Linked DNA regions of Ovis aries: region 2 is linked to region 1. A link is a contact called in public Hi-C data. All regions are on one chromosome and are shown on one strand. Each heading gives the region's core, a stretch centred on a gene start, on an enhancer-like site or on the middle of the called end of the contact. The rest is flanking DNA. Distances are from core to core; before and after follow the strand shown. Region 1 has its middle 150 kb from the start of TRNAK-CUU. Region 2 holds the start of IGFBP3 (insulin like growth factor binding protein 3).

Region 1 (2,700 bases), core at 142-2,641:
AAATAGAACTCTATGTCAAATGGAGCCTGAGATATTTCTTTAATTTTAAAGATCTTGTGTGTCTGTCCTTTTGCACACAGGTGCCTCCGTAGATAGACTAGTGAGAAATGAATCCCTCCATAGGTCAATTACCACACGAGAAATGCACACTTGGGTATCCCCAGGATTCCCCAATTCCTGCTCTTGAGAAAGGAACCAAAGGCTGTGCTGGGACAGTCACTTCAGCCCTGCCAGAACCCCCCCAGTCATCTATGGGCAAGACCTTCTGTGGCCCCCACTCAGACAGCATGGCCTTCCATTACTGGGAGAACGCCACTGTCAAGCCCAAGTTGGCCAAAGTGTGGGTGCTACTTCACATCACATCGGGTAGGGCTGTCATCAGGGCAAATTAAAACCAAGCAGAGAAAGAGCACACATCTGAGTGGACTCAGCCATCGGGTTCTGCAATTTTCATCTCATTACTATTCAGATAATTGACATAAGGTCAGATCAGAATATAAAGGCACCTTATACAGCCTCACAGCTGCCAACTGCCAACAAAGCACCCAAATCAGCACCAATCTAGTCAATTTTCTGGTCAATGAATGATTTACAAGAGCTGAATTTCAAGTACGGATGAATACATTTTCTCTTTGAAATGACGTACAAAAGAAAAGATTATTTGCCAGGTAGAGTATAAGACTCTTTATCAGAAGATATCCACAGAAGAAAGACAAGTAAAGGACAGTCTTTACTATCAGATCTAAGTCTCCCAGCCCTAGTGGGCACTGAAGGAACTGGCCAGCCAGTGGACAGAATTTTCCTCTAACCTAACCACGTGACACTTAGAACCAAAGCAGCTATGTGGCTCAACACCTTCCAAACCTGCAGCCAGATCCTGGAACTTAACCTTGTGGGGACCAAGACCAGTCTGGGAAGGTCACTCTGAACAGTGAATGTCCACATTCTGAGGGCACAGCCAGCTGAAGCTCCTGTCCCAGACCAGAGAGTGTAACCTCCCCTCCCCCTAAGGAGAAGCAACTCGGACCCTCCTGTCCAAGAAGGGGAGCAGGAGGTTAGCTAGAGGGTGGGGTTGCTGGGTTTCCTCGCTCAGAAGGAACCCCTCCATCCTCAGCTAACCACTGTGCAGGGAAGTCAGCCTGGGAGGCAGGGGAAACACTGAGGAAGAAGGGGGAGGGGAGCAGTCCCCCAAGCAAGTGATTGCCTGGATGCACTCACTTCAAAGACCTTGCAGGGGTCTTGCCCTTTGCCCAAATCCTCCAGACAGGGGGTCATACCTCCCTCATCACGGCTCCCTGAAGCTGTAGGTGCTTCTCCTCCAACACACATTCCTGTGGGAATCTCTCTGCCTTTTCCTGTGACCAGACTGTTGGCTTCTGGAAGACATGAATCAGCCCTTACTCACACAGGCACCACAAAGACGTGGTGCGATGGTGGGAACTAGGAGGACTCACCGTAGATAAGTAGCACAATGACCTCTGCAGACCTAGATGTCCTGAAATGCTCCCTTTCCAGGATTCCCTGAGTCAGAGGCAGGAACCTCCTTGGATGCAAAAGCACCAGGTCACTCAGCAGGGCTCCTGGGTCAAGGAGCCTGATCGCAGACTCCAAGGCCCTGCACATCTGGCCATAGAGCAAAAAGGCCAGAAGAATCCAACAACAGGGCCCTGTGTGCAGCCTAACTGGGAGGAAGGGCAGACAGACGGGAGTAGGCCGAATGTGTCTGTGGTGGGCAGGTGACGCAGCAACAAACATTGAAAGCCCCAGCAAAAAATGGAGCAGGACAGCGAAGCCAGTCATGGTTGGGAAGGAGGGCTGAGTCCCCAACAGGCACAGCGTAGCAGCCGCGTCATCACATCTCTGTCGGCTGCTCAGATAGACCATGCACGCGACACACGCGCTGTAAGGTAAGACTAGAAGGAGACACTGCTGGTTTCCCAAGCACGGGTATAGAAACTGGAGCTAATCTGCGCTTCAGACATGGATAAAAATTACCAGGAACTTTCATCTTCCTTGCTTTACTTTACGTGCAGGGAACTTTGCTGACCAATGAACCAGACCCTCCAGCCACCATCCCAGGAACCTTGCTGGAACTGGAGCCCACTGCCCGGGGCTCTGCTCGACGCTCAGACATCGCCATCTAGTGGTGAGGCTGTGCAAACAGCACCCACTCCTCCATGCATAAAACATGAGAATTCTTGTAAGAAATAAAGAGTTTTTTAATGCAAATTTTAAAATATTTTTCTTCCTTTGAAACAGAACATAATGAAACGGAACTTTGCTTTGGCCTTCTAGCCTCCTAAATAAAAGCGGATAATGAGAGAAAAACCATGTCAAGGATTTAACCAACCAGAAGTCAAGGAGTTAGCTCAGTGCTTTGTTTCAGATACTTTTCCCCCAAAAAACGGCATAATTCTTCTTTAATGAAGCACAAGACAAGAGATAAAGCAGTGAAATTTAAACTTCGCATTAGTGTGCAGATTCCTTCTCGGTCATTTTCCAGGGAGAGGACACAAATTCTCTGAGGCACATACTCTTAATTGCAAAATGGGAAGAGCACCACTCGTTTCACAGGATTGAATGACAAGAAAGTGGGAGTGATCATGTGTACTCAACACTGGCTAACGGACTCCACCCAGGAGAGCACTGACCAGCCAACCCCAGGAGCATGCAGCTCTTGTTCTGTGCAGTGCCTAAAGC
Region 2 (2,700 bases), core at 124-2,623, 1.0 Mb before region 1:
GTCAAACACATCCAGGAATTCTAACAGTCTACTATAGCCGGTATATGTTTTAGGCAGTTGTAATTTTACCTTTTTCACTGGTTTTGGAAAGAAAATAGCCTCACCTGGGAGAGGAAACCTGCACGGAGGGAAATTAGAAGGGGACTTCCATCCTTCCAGCCACGGATGTTGGGGCGGGCGGAGGCTAGCCTACTGTGCTTTGTCCAGCTGGAGGTTGGAGGTGGGGGCTTTTTCTCCTAGCCTTCAGCGATGTGGAAACTTCTTCACTCACAGGACTGAGGCTGGCTAAGCATGCTTCAAAGTTAGAGGAACACCTGCCACCTTCAGAGTCACTTTTTTCTGAACGTCAGGTTGTCCGACTGCAGAAGATATACCCGGTTCCCACCTCCCTGGTTTTGGGACACCCCTGGACGGGACACTGCTTTGCAAACTGTGGTCTGTGCATATCTCAGTACTTTTAAAGCCAGGTACCATTTCCTAGAACGTGCCTGCCCACATTCCCGGTCCAAATGCACCCGGTCCCGTCCCCTGCGCCTCTAGGTCCGCAAGAATCGTCTGCGCGGACACATTCGTTCTTAGTTCGTGGGAAACCCAAGTCCGAATTGTGCCAAACAGTACACGCCCACATTTCCGCGCGGCTCCTGCATGAATGGCCGGAGAATCTCCTCCGTCCAGGGCCTCTCCATTGACCACTAACCTCCAAATCTGCTCCCTCCCTCCCCAGGGAATCTATAATCCGTTTTCGCGGGAAGAGTTTTACAATTTACAAGAACGCGCAACTCAAAGAACGAAGAGAGAAGAAGGCCGGTCGGGGAGGGTATCTCCGGCAAGCGCCCTCGCGTCTTGAGGCTTCAGCTTTCCCATGTACAACCCTTGGGGCGGGAAGAGCTACGAAGGAGCACCACCTCTGACCTTGGCCCAGGGGTGCGCTTCGGCAGCGCATCTGGCGCGGGCAGCTCACCTGGCGCGGGTGGCGCGGGCAGCAGGTAGGGGCTCAGGCGGCCGACGGCGCTGGCGTTGGCGCAGAGCCCGCGGCCGTCCAACAACGCGTGTAGCGGGCGCGGATCGCCAGGCGGCGGCTGGCAGCGGAGGCCGGAGCCACAGCGCTCGGTGTAGACGCCGCAAGGCTGACCCTCGCGCAGCGCGCAAGTGAGACAGCAACCGCAGCCCGGCTCGCGCACCAGCTCGGCGCACGGGGGCGACGGGGGCGGCGGCGCGCACTGGGCAACGGCACGCGCGTCGCACGGCTCGCAGCGCACCACCGGGCCGGCGCCCACCGTGCCCGCCCCAGCTCGTGCCGCCGGCGGTCCACGGAGCAACGCCAGCGCGGTCAGAGCCGCAGCCCAGAGCGCGGGGCGTGCCCGCAGCATGGCGCCCGCCGCGGGGGCCGGATGCTCGTCCGGCCGCGGGGCGCGGGGACTGGGCGGCAGCGAGCTGAGCGACGCTGTAGGAGCGGGGCTGGCAAGGGCTGGCCCTCAGCGTGGAATAGCTGCCGCGCTCGCATCTGGGCGGTCCGGGGAGCGCCGGCCGCTATATAGGAGCCGGGCGGCCGAGGACACGCCCCGGAACGGCGCGCCGGCTGCGGGGAGGGGAGCGGGGGCGGGCCGGCGCAGACCCGGCTCCGCAGACCCGCGCCAAGCCTTGTGTTGCAGGGTCAAGGGCGGGGGCGCATAGCCCGCGGCCGCAGCGGCAGGCACCTGTTTCGCTACCGCAAGCTCGGTGCCCCCCCCCCCCTCCCGACAATCCCTCCATTCCCGGAAACCTGGCAGCCCCACCAGTCTGCAGTCCCAGGTGCCTCCGGCCACCCAGGAGTCTTGGTCACCCCGGGATCTCTGGCGCCCCAGGCCACGCCAGCGACTCTGACCTGGGCCACTCCCTTGCAGCCGCCCTTCCCTCTCTGTGTCCCAGGTTGAGGTCACTCCGCGTCGAAATGGTGTCAAGGAAACTGGTGAGCGCAGCTTCTCACCGTGTGTACTTTGCAAAGCTTTGAAAATTTTAATTCCTCGGGTCGGGGGGTGGAGGATGAATTTCTGAATGAGGATTCCCGATTCGCATCTAAGTCTCAGGGAGCCAAGGACTTGGGGCTTTACCACATGCAGCCCGCTCCCCACAAATGCGCCTCTGCAGGTGCTCACGTGGTCTTCGCTCTTTCCAGATAAGACTTCTCAGTGCCTTGAGGGTTCGCACTTTCCGGGTGTCTGCAAGTCCCTGGTTACTAAAATGGACCGGCGGCAAATGGTTACTTAGAGGGTTTCTCAGAAATTTGACACGCTTGTCTTTGTTTTAGGTATTTTCCCTGATGAGGTTTTCAAATAGAGCTTATATTCACAACAAAAGAATATAAAAAAAACAATAAACCGAGCATTGCTGAAGTGTAATTAATAACTGAACAGTCCTTAAAATTGGTGATATTCACTGTCTTTTTTTTTCAGGCTAGTTTTTTTTTCAAGTTCCCAGCGGTGCGTTGAAATGGAGACTCTGGGAGTCTCGCTCGTCTGTGTAATCTGAACACCTCGCATTACACAGGGCGGGCGGGGGGCGGGCGGGGGGCGGGAGCGGCGGGGTGGTGAGCCGAAGGGCACAATTGCTCCCCGAAGTCTCCGCGAATCCGGTGGGCCAGCTCCGTGCGGGTCAATGGTGTCTGCCCTCCCCTTCCTTAGGTGACCAACAGAGGACGCCAGTGGTCCAGGATTAAATTGG

What was found. Hi-C and Micro-C count contacts between places; a contact is called where the count stands out from the background.
Region 2: a contact with region 1 is called in a Hi-C map of skin fibroblasts, with 2.4 times the contacts expected there. The contact joins the promoter of IGFBP3 here to the enhancer-like site in region 1. A contact is called at or near these places in 5 of 16 Hi-C or Micro-C datasets (hypothalamus, liver, mixed tissues and 2 more).

The regions. Positions count from the first base shown.
Region 1 is chr4:76,746,567-76,749,266 of ARS-UI_Ramb_v3.0, reverse strand. No RefSeq gene overlaps it. Among named protein-coding and RNA genes, the nearest start is that of TRNAK-CUU, 150 kb to the left of the region's middle. Within about 2 kb of position 1,391, at least 5 of the 54 cell types and tissues checked have an H3K27ac peak or open chromatin away from gene starts, as enhancers often do.
Region 2 is chr4:77,776,869-77,779,568 of ARS-UI_Ramb_v3.0, reverse strand. It overlaps IGFBP3 (insulin like growth factor binding protein 3), which reads right to left and starts at 1,373. Exons shown (of 4, transcript NM_001159276.1): 1 at 962-1,373. The coding sequence starts at 1,370.